Regions from separate parts of the Macaca mulatta genome. Here region 2 is linked to region 1. The links are chromatin contacts, called in public Hi-C maps. All regions are on one chromosome and are shown on one strand. Each heading gives the region's core, a stretch centred on a gene start, on an enhancer-like site or on the middle of the called end of the contact. The rest is flanking DNA. Distances are from core to core; before and after follow the strand shown. Region 1 holds the start of ATMIN (ATM interactor). Region 2 holds the start of PLCG2 (phospholipase C gamma 2).

The links. Hi-C and Micro-C count contacts between places; a contact is called where the count stands out from the background.
Region 2: a Hi-C map of liver shows a contact between it and region 1, with 3 times the contacts expected there. The contact joins the promoter of PLCG2 here to the promoter of ATMIN in region 1. A contact is called at or near these places in 2 of 14 Hi-C or Micro-C datasets (fetal cortex germinal zone and liver).

Annotation. Positions count from the first base shown.
Region 1 is chr20:76,423,170-76,428,622 of T2T-MMU8v2.0, forward strand. It overlaps ATMIN (ATM interactor), which reads left to right and starts at 2,771. Exons shown (of 5, transcript XM_077986946.1): 1 at 2,771-2,802; 2 at 2,882-3,132. The coding sequence starts at 3,103. The region is part of intron 1 of C20H16orf46 (chromosome 20 C16orf46 homolog); the gene reads right to left.
Region 2 is chr20:77,101,194-77,106,646 of T2T-MMU8v2.0, forward strand. PLCG2 (phospholipase C gamma 2) reads left to right here and starts at 2,066. Exons shown (of 33, transcript XM_077986963.1): 1 at 2,066-2,243.

The DNA of each region.
Region 1 (5,453 bases), core at 1,521-4,020:
TTTTTTTTTTTTTGAGACGGAGTCTCACTCTGTCACCCAGGCTGGAGTGCAGTGGTGTGATCTCGGCTCACTGCAAGCTCCACTTCCTGGGTTCACGCCATTCTCCTGCCTCAGCCTCCTGAGTAGTTGGGACTACAGGCGCCCGCCACCAGGCCTGCCTAATTTTTTGTATTTTTAGTAGAGACGGGTTTTCATCATGCTAGCCCGGATGGTCTTGATCTCCTGACCTCGTGATCCGCCCGCCTTGGCCTCCCAAAGTGCTGGGATTACAGGCGTGAGCCACCGCGCCTGGCCCCAAATTGTAATTTCTAAGACCCCAATACAAATGTCTTGTTTGGCCAAATGTGGTAGCTTGTGCCTGTAATCCCAGCACTTTCAGAGGCCGAGGCAGGTGGATCACTTGACCCCGAGCTGGCCAACATGGCGAGACCCTGTCTCTTTTTTTTTTTTTTTTTTTTTTTTTTAATACCTTGTCTTACTGCTTTGCAGTGTGGTCTTTCACCTCTTCTTTTTTTTTTTTTTTTTTTTTTTTGAGACGGAGTCTTGCTCTGTCACCAGGCTGGAGTACTGTGGCACGATCTTGGCTCACTACAACCTCCATCTCTCGGGTTCAAGCAATTCTCCTACCTCAGCCTCCTGAGTAGCTGGGATTACAGGTATGCACACCAGACCTGGCTAATTTTTGTATTTTTAGTAGAGACAGGGTTTCACCACGTTGGCCAAGATGGTCTCGATCTCTTGACCTTGTGATCCGCCTGCCTCGGCCTCCCAAAGTGCTGGGATTACAGGTGTGAGCCACCGCGCCTGGCCCTTTCACCTCTTCTTGGTTGACATAAGGAATCAGTTCTACAGCAGATACCAGATGGGTGTACTCCAGTTCAATTCCAACACTACCTGGAGATATCATCAGGCCCTATAGGTTAAGGGCTCAGTCCCATAAAACTACCACCCACTTCTGAGGCCAGTTGCCAGCCCCAGGTTGTTTCACCTGCACTTCTGACTAACCAGCTATAAATTGCATTTCCCACAACCCTTTCTTCATGTTCAATTAATTTGCTAGAGCAGCTCACAGAACTCAGGAAAACACATAGTCTGACTTCGCAAAGGGATGTTACAAAGGATTCAGATGAAAAGATGCATAGGGCAAGTCTTGTGGGAAGGGACATGGAGCTTCCATGCATGCCCTCTTTGAGTGTGCCTCCCTCCAGGAAACTCCATGCGTTCAGCTATCTGGAAGCTCTCTAAACCCAGTTCTTTTGGGATTTTATGGAGCCTTCATTACCTAGAAATGATTGATCAGCTTAAGCTTCAGCCCCTGTCTCCTTCCCAAAGGATGAGGGGGAGGGCTGAAAGTCTCAAGCCTCTAATCCTACCTTGGTCTTTCCAATGACCAGTCCCATCCTAAAGCTACCTAGGGACTGCAAGTCATCAGTCAACTAATTAGCGTAAAAAAGACACTTATCAGTTTGCTGATTCCAAGGATTTTAGGAGTTGCATGCCAGGACAAAGACCAAATATATACTTCACATTATCACAGTTATCTTGCAAGGCAAAGGCACTTGGCAGTTGGAGAAATTATCCTGGATTATTTGAATGGGCCCAATGTCATCACAAGGGGCCTCAAGAATAGAAGAGTCGGATCACTACTGAAGAAATCAGAGTGATGTGATGTGACGAAGACTCAACTCACAGTTACTGATTCTGGAGATGGAGGAAGGGGCCATAAGCCAAGGAATGTAGGCAACCTCTAGAAGCTGGGAAAGGCAAGTGAACAGATTCTCCCCTGGAGCCTCCAGAAGAAATACAGCCCTGTTGACACCTTGATCTTAGCCCAGCAGACTCATTTCTTCTGACCTCCAGAGCTGGAAGATAATAAATTTGTGTTAAGGCAATAAGCATATGGTAATTTGTTAATAGCAAGAGAAAACGAATATAGCTGCTAGTATGTAAAAGCTGGAAGTTTTCACATAAAACTCTAGCCATGCCAAAGATGAGTGGCAGCTGCCCCCTTTTAATAAAGGATGTGTTTCCAATTTCACTGCAGTCCTCACCCCTCCCTTTTGTCTACCCCAGCCTCCTATGTCCATTTACATGACCTACCTAGTCTAAGTATTTAAGTTTTGGAATCATATACTGAACTACAGTGTCTCCCAAACAGTAATCCTAATTTCAGCAACTAAAATAGAAGCAAGCAAATCCTGCTTCCCTAAAATGATTAACCCCATCAATTATAACAATCCTTTCATCTGTATAGTGTGGTCTAGGTCAAGTTAATTTATATAAGCCTAAATGTCATTCTCTGCACACGGTGGGGCAAGTTACAGTACATACCCGCTACAGTCGTTTTGAAGACAAAATGAGACACAGCATGAGAAGTGTATCCACTAGACCTCCCTGGTACCCAGCAAGGCCTAGGTAAAAACGGCGGAAATTACTGTACTTCTGCCTCACCTGCCACTAGATATTTGGGTTGTTTCTAATCTTTGGGAAGTAAACGCATTGCTCAACGTATTGATTTTTCTTTTATCTGACTACTGCCTGAAGCCACGTTCCTAGGAAGAATGGATCGATTAGAGGGGCGGGGCAATACCTTTTACCTGCTGGCAGGTGAAATTTCGCCCCCTGGCGGCCTCACCTAAAGTCCTCTCCATCCAAGGCGCGCCCTCCGCAGCCGGCAGGAGGCGCCGCGGCCTCCTGGGCCCGCCGGATGCTAATGAGCCTGGCGGCCCCGCCCCCTGCCGGAAGTGGCTGCGGCGGGGGCGGGGCCTGCAAGCTGGGCCCCGCGTCCGTGCGGGAACCATGGCGGCCTCGGAGGCGGCGGCGGCGGGGTCAGCGGCTCTGGCGGCGGGTGCCCGGGCCGTCCCGGTGGCCACGAGAGGAGCCGCCGCCGCCGCCTCGGGCCCGTGGGTGCCCCCGGGACCCCGACTGAGGGGCAGCCGGCCGCGGCCCGCGGGGGCGACGCAGCAGCCCGCGGCCCCCGCGCCGCCGGCTGGGGAGCTGATCCAGCCGTCGGTGAGTGAGCTGTCCCGGGCCGTGCGGACCAACATCCTGTGCACCGTGCGCGGCTGCGGCAAGATCCTGCCCAACAGCCCCGCGCTCAACATGCACCTGGTCAAGAGCCACCGCCTGCAGGTGAGCCCGACGCGGCCGGCGGCCGGCGGCCCGGGCAGCTGGGCCTGGCTCCAACAAAGCGCCCGGCGCCGGCGCGCGAACCCGGCCTCGGGGGGACGAGCGCCCTGCGCGCCGCCGCTGCCCCGCCGGCGTCTGCCCGCCCCGGCCGGAGGCGGCTGTCGAACCCTCGCGACTGGCCCCGCAGGTGCGGCCTCTGGCGGGGAGGAGGAGCCGGGAGCCCCGGGTCTGCCACACGCGCCGGTTCCCTGGCCCCGAGGGTTGTGCCGGGCGCCGGCCCAGGCATTTTACACGTTTTTGCCCGTGACTTCTCACTGCAGTTTGGCGACGGACGCGTCGTCTCCATTATATTAATGAGAAACAGATTATGCAACAACCTAGGTGATGCGGGGCTTTAAACCGGGGCCTCTGGTTCTGAAGCCCTGTGCTTGCCACCACACCCACAATTCCGCCCTTAGGTGCTGCCCAGTGGACTGTATGTGCCAAAATAACTAGAAGAGAGGGTTTTAAATGTTCTTACCACCAAGAGACAATACGTTTGAGGTCAAGGACACGTTAAATACTCAGACTTGATCACTGTGCAATGTGTATGTGCATCCATGCTGCACACTGCGCCCCATCAGTAGGAATGATTACTGTGTGTCGATTAAGAATAAAAAAATGTTTTAAAGGGGCGGTAGGTTTGCCTCTAAACACCATCGGTCAGTTTCACGGTGTTGGTAAGATCAGCTCAGGATTGAGACCTAAGGGAAATTGCCCCTGTGGCTCTTCTCTAAGAGGGGGACACAGTAAATACACCATGACAATAGTCTGAACAACCCTCCATGTTATGCAAAACGGGGCTGTAATTTTCAACCCCGGGACACATCTGTGACAAGCTTATTAAAAATCCAGATGTCCAACCCCACCCCAGACCTATTAAGTCATAATCTCTCAGTCATTACAATGGCAAGTTTCCTTCCACCACTCCAGGCCAGCAGTGACGTAATTCAAAAGCGCAAGTCATTGAAAGCAGTTCTGCGAATATGTAGCTTTTGATGATCAGGAGTAAATTTAGAGTACCCAGAGTATTGCATGTTCTGTCTGCGCGTAGTCAGGCTTCTGATAAGAATTTCACAGCAGAAAACTCTGAGGTTGTAGTCTCTAGTAGGACAGATGTGTCGCCAATGAAGGGTGATCTGCTCTTACCACCATCTAAACTGAGGTACAACAACGTTCTCAAATGAAGATCAGGGAGCCAGTCAGGAAATGTACTTGAGGTATGCTGAGGAAGACCCTGCAGGTAGGGCTGAATTGTTGGACTGAAAAGCTCTAGGTTTCTTTCAGCACACAAGTGTAACTCTGGGAATGGCTTTCAACCTATTGTTTTGTTTTCATACTAAATTTTAACTGAATCCTTTTTTTCCCTGTTGTTTTTGTGTTTTTTTTGTTTGTTTTTGAGACAGAGTCTCACTCCATCACCCAGGCTGGAGTGCAATGGCGCCATCTCAGCTCACTGTAACCTCCACCTCCCGGGTACAAGCAGTTCTCCTGCCTCAACCTCCCTAGTAGCTGGGATTACAGGCACCTGCCACCACACCCTGCTAATTTTGTTTTGTATTTTTAGTAGAGACAGGTTTCACCACGATGGCCAGCCTGGTATCGAACTCCTGACCCTCGGGTGATCTACCCATTTCGGCCTCTCAAAGTGCTGGGATTCCAGGTGTGAGCCACCGTGCCCAACCTAAATCCTTTATTTAATCATAACTTAGAATGAACTATTTCTTAATAGTTTCTGTTGTTCCTTTCTGTGGACTTGCTGTTAGGAGCTCTAGCTGTTTAAAAACCCTGGTAAACATCTGTTGAACATAAAGATACCATTTACTTTTCAGGACTGGTTAGTATACAGTAGGTTTGTTTCAATTATGTTGGGTTTTTTGTTTTGTTTTGTTTAGACAGTCTCACTCTGTCGCCCAGGCTGGAGTGCAGTGGCGCGATCTTGGATGACTGCAACCTCCGCCTCCCAGGTTCAAGCGAGTCTCCTGCCTCAGCCTGCCTAGTAGCTGAGATTACAGGTGCATACCACGACGCCCAGCTAATTTTTGTATTTTCAGTAGAGATGGGATTTCACCATGTTGGCCAGGCTGGTCTTGAACTCCTGACCGCAAATGATCCACCCGCGTCAGCCTCCCAAAGGGCTGAGATTACAGGTGTGAGCCGCTGCACCCAGCCAGGGAAAACTTTCTTTTTTAGCAGGAATTATATCTCACCAGATCCATCACTTTTTTTCTTGACAAACAGACTGACTTTCCTGTCTTGTCCTGGCTTTCTAACCACAGTGCCCA
Region 2 (5,453 bases), core at 816-3,315, 680 kb after region 1:
GTATCAAATAGAACCTTAAAAGTCTGTGCTAAGTGGAAGAAGTCAGTCACAAAAGTGCACATACTGTGTGATTCCATTTATACGAACATCCAGAGTGTCTATAGAAGCAGAAAGTAGGTTAGTGCTTGCTTAGGGCTGAGGGAGATGGGGGATAGAAGGGTGACTGCCCACAGGTACAGGGTATCATTTTTGGGTAATGAAAACATTCTAAAATCCAACATAATGAGGTCTGCACAGTTCTGAATACACTAAATACCACTGCACTGTACACTTTCTAAGGGTGAACTGAATGGTGTATGAATTATACCTCAATAAGGCTGTCTAAAAATATGTGTTGAGCACTCACTGTGTGACCTGCATGCTAGGGACTCAGGAATGAATAGAACTAATGCCATCCTCACCCTCAGGCCACATACAGTCTGGGGGTGGAGGCAACTGCTAAACAAATGATCATACAAATCAGTTTCCTTTTTGTTTTGCATTTTATTTTGTTTTTAACAGACACTGTAAACCAAAAATAAAATTGTAAGGCCCTGCAACCTTCTGAATGGACCCCTCCTCTCAGCCAAGGACATTCTAGAATTAACCTGAAAATCTAGTTCAGGCCGTCCTGGAAGAGGGGGTTGGACATTTCTCATTATACCCTCCAGCTTTAACACAGACCTTAAGTCTGATAAGAAACATTTACAACCTATTCTCTCTGAAGCCTGCTACGTGGAGGCACCATCTGCATGAGAAAACCTTGGTCTGCACAACCCATATTGCAACTCAGACATTTTCTTTCTTTCTTTATTCCTCCCTTCCTTTCTTTTTTCTTTCTTTTTTTTTTTTTTAGAGACGGAGTCTCTCTCTGTCTCCCAGGCTGGAGGTGGAGTTCAGTGGCGCAATCTTGGCTCACTGCAAGCTCCGCCTCCTGGGTTCACGCCATTCTCCTGCCTCAGCCTCCTGAGTAGCTGGGACTATAGGCGCTGCCACCATACACAGCTAATTTTTTTGTATTTTTAGTAGAGACGGGGTTTCACAATGTTAGCCAGGATGGTCTTGATCTCCTGACCTCGTGATCCACCCGCCTCGGCCTCCCAAAGTGCTGGGATTACAAGCATGAACCACCACACCTGGCTCTTTTTTTCCTTCCTCCCTCCCTCCTTCCCTTCCTCTCTTCCTTCCTTCCTTTCTCTCTCTCTCCCTTTCTCTCTCTGTTTGTTTCTTTTTTCTTTCTTTTCTTGACAGGGTCTCACTGTGTTGTCCAGGCTGGACTGCAGTGGCGTGATCTTGGCTCACTGGAACCTCCACCTCCCAGGTTCAGCCCGCCTCAACCTGCCAAGTAGCTGCGATTACAGGCATGTGCCATCACACCCGGCTAATTTTTGTATTTTTAGTAGAGACAGGGTTTCACCATGTTGGCCAGGCTGGTCTCAAACTCCTGACCCCAAGTGATCCACTCACCTTGGCCTCCCAAAGTGCTGATACCACGGCACCTGGCCATGACTCAGACATTTCTTACTACAGATAATAACTTTTTCAACCAATTGGCAAACAGAAAAAATTTCCATCTACTTACAACCTGGAAGCCCCTGCTCCCTTTGGGTTGCCCCAGCCTTCCAGATGGAACCAATGTCCATCTTGCACATATTGATGTATTATGCCTCTCTAAAATGCATAAAAAGAAGCTGTACCTTGACCACCTTCGACACATATCAGGATCTCCTGAGGCTGTGTCACAGGCACGTCCTTAAACCTTGCAAAATAAACTCTCTCGATTGATCGAGCCCTGTCTCAGATACTTTGGGATGTCTCAGATACACTTGGCAATGGTACCTATTTATGGGTGTAACGCGAGGTTTCCATACATGTACACATTGTGTAATGATCAAATCAGGTTAACGAGCAAATCCATCACCCCAAACCTTGATCACTGCTTTGTGGTGAGAACATTCAGACGCCTCCTGTAGCTGTTTGGAAACACACAGTACTTCATTGTTAACTGTCCTCACCCTCGGGACAGCCACGGAGGGCCGAAAGGAAGTGCAGGCTGCTGTGAGCGCCTTCAAGAGGGGGCAGCACTGAGCTCACCTGCGAGCCTAGACCTGGAGAGAAGCTGGAGTCTCCAGCCCGAGGGGAGGCGAAGGAGGGAACCGCCTTGCAGGCAGAGGGAAGAGCATGTGCGGAGGCCCCGAGGCAGAGCCTGGCAATTCGGCGGCGGAACAGATGCTGGAAGGGAGGAGGAGGAGGAGCAGGAGGAGGTACGGGGGCCTGGGTCGCTGCGGAGAGCCGAGGTCTCTGAAGTCGCAGCACTAGGGCAGTGGGAAGCTGTTACGGGGTAGACGCCCCGGATGGGGGAGGGGCTATATGATAATCTGGGAGTTGTTCTTTATTGTGGAGTAAAGGGAGGCAGAGGTGAAGCCGTCGAGGGAGCAGCGAGCTCATCACTCCCCACATTCTATTAAAATGCACATTCTCCCGGGAGGGGGCTTCCAGTTAATGAAACAGGAAGCAAGGTCTGTTGAGCTTGCAACCAGCTGAGAGCAATTTGAGGACAAAAGGAAAGGGCGGGAAGAAGCGGGATCTCGGGAAGTTGGCAGGCAGGTGAGAGCCTGGCTGGCCTGTTCACGCTTGTCTGCCCCTGGTGGCCGGGACGGGAAGGTCAGAGGACAGGGTCGGCGGCGCCAACCCCCGTGGGGGTCCCAGCTGCTGCAGATCCGGGCTGGGGCTGGGCCTGGCCGCTGCTGGGGGCGGGAGGCAGTTCCCAGCCCGGGGCCGATGACGTCAACGTTGTCATGGAGATCCGGCTTCCCTGCCCAGCGTTGCAGCTGCGGGAGCCCGGGGCGGGGAGGCTCTGCGAGGCTGAGGGAAGCAGAAGGCACAGACCTGGGTCCTGCAGGCGGTGCAGGCGCAGGCGGTGGCTCCACCTAGGAGCACAGCCCTGGCAGAGGCAGGATGCCCAGAATGGGAGGGCTCCCTGCTGCACCCAGCCCGCCCCGCCCCGTGTCGCCCAGACGTGGCTTCGGCCTTGCACTAGCTCCTGGGGTAGCCGATGAGGAACCCCCTGAGATGGGGGCCCAGGCTTCCCCACCCTGGGGTCCAGAGACTTAGTCCCCAGTCTGGAAGTTGTCTTGGCAGAAGAGTGTTCTGGTATGCTCCTGTGCTCCCCCCTTTAACAGGAGTGTTTCCGGACCAAACTGAGGGTGGGGCTGCTTATTCTCCGGCCCCATAACCAGATGCAGATGAACGGGGAAAGGAAGGAGTTGGTTTCTGTAACCGGGTACAGGGAGAAGGCCTGGAGATTATCCCCAGACCAACTCAAAATTACAAAGTTTTCCAGAGCTTATATACCTTCTAAGCTACATGTCTACGTCTAAGTGTGCATTCATCTAAAGACATAAGTGATTAACTTCTATTTTTATTTTTATTTTTTTATTTTTATTTTTTTTTGAGACGGAGTCTCACGCTGTTGCCCAGGCTGGAGTGCAGTGGCGCGATCTCGGCTCACTGCAAGCTCCGCCTCCTGGGTTCACGCCATTCTCCTGCCTCAGCCTCCTGAGTAGCTAGGACTACAGGCGCCCGCCACCGCGCCCGGCTAATTTTTTGTATTTTTAGTAGAGACGGGGTTTCACTGTGGTCTCGATCTCCTGACCTTGTGATCCGCCCGCCTCGGCCTCCCAAAGTGCTGGGATTACAGGCTTGAGCCACCGCGCCCGGCCGTGATTAACTTCTGTAGCTAAGGTCTGAGTCCTGAAGCTCTTCCTCTGGAGCCTCAGTAAATTTAGTTCATCTAAATGGGTCCAGGTGCTGGGGTGATTACCCTTATCTTGTCTCCTACTAAATCATGGAGGTGTGGGGAGTTCCTTCAGACCCCCAGTAAACTTGTCTGTGGAGGTCTGGGGAGTTATTTCAGACCCCCAATAAAATTTGTTTAATCCTAAATGGGTCCCATTAAGAATTCCTTCGTTTTCCTGTCATGCTTCAAGGCCCAGGAAAGGCCCAGGCAAAACTCTTGGTGGGCTTTTGTGATATTCCAGTCTTTGTAGAAGGGTACTGGCTCTTTCAGCTTTTAATATTTCACCGAACCACTCAGTCAGTGCTGAAACCATTGTTATGAGGCCTGTGTTAGTGAGACCTGGCCTGCCACAGGAGCACACGAAGAGGGAACCAGCAGCCTCTTACTGACCTCCCTCCACTCCCCCTGTTTTGTTTCCAGTGCCTATTCGCTAAGGAACATTGACCCAGTCCCTCCTTGTGCCAAGCGGTGTCCTGAATGCTTTATGAGGTCACGGAATCCTCCCTGTGGCCCCAGGACCTACAAGGGACATTGTGGAAGCTGCTGGTTTATTTATTGTGTTCACACATGTGTTCCCTGAAGCACATATGTGAAATGGTGTTCTTAGTGCTACGCGCTGCTCTGTCAGATCTTTCCAGTTTGTTTTTTTTTTATAGATGTGTTTTTTTTTTTGGAGATAGGGTCTCACTCTGTCACCCCGGCTGAGGTACACTGGCACCCTCATAGCTCACCACACTCTCAACCTCCTGGACTCAAGTGATCCTCCCACCTCAGCCTCCTGAGTAGCTGGGACTACAGGCCAGTGCTACCACGCCTGACTTATTTTTAAATTTTTTATAGAGAGGGGGTCTCACCATGTTGCCCAGGTTGTTTTCAAACTCCTGGCCTTCAGTGATCCTCCCACCTTGGCTTCTCAAAGCACTGGGATTACAGGTGTGAGCCGTCATGCCTGGGCTTTTCCAGTTTCTTAAAATACCTTTGTAGCAAAAGGTCAGTCTACACTAGTTAAGATTTTGGCCTCAAAACTATGTTCATGTTTCCTTCAGCCCCTCCCTTTTCTGAGTACCTGCCTCATTTTGCTGGTGTTGCCCTTGTCCTCCGTAGGCCATTGCTGCTTCTCTGGCTGACAGTGGGGATGTTCAAATGGTGGCCCAGGTGCCAGCTCTGGGAGAGACCCCATGAGGCAGGGGTGGAGGTGATGGTCCCCAGGCCATGTTCCCCCCAGCCCCTTCCCCCTGTGGACCACCTCCCACCTCCTGCTGCCCCCTGCTGGGTCTCTTTTTCCTTTCTGGGTGGGATAACAGGAAGCTGTCTCAGGCCTACTGCCTCCTAGTGTCCACGTGACTCCCAGAAACTCACACTGCCCTGACTTGTAGACTGGAGGACATTGCTGTGGTCACCTCTCCCCACCCAGGCACCTCTTGGCAACTCTTTCTCCTCTAGTCCAGGCAGGCAGCATGAAGATCAAGCATCACCTGCCTTGGGCTGGGGGTGGCTGGAGGACAGGAGTGAACCTGGAACCTGGGAAGGGTATTTCCTTATTTTTCTCTCCCTGCTCATGGACCTCCAGTCTTCTTTTGGAGATGGGATGACATCCGGAGAGAGTGGAATATTTTGCACTACTTTTTAATAGGCCCCGGGGGTCGGCCCTTGGCTTTCTACCTTTCTCTAGAAT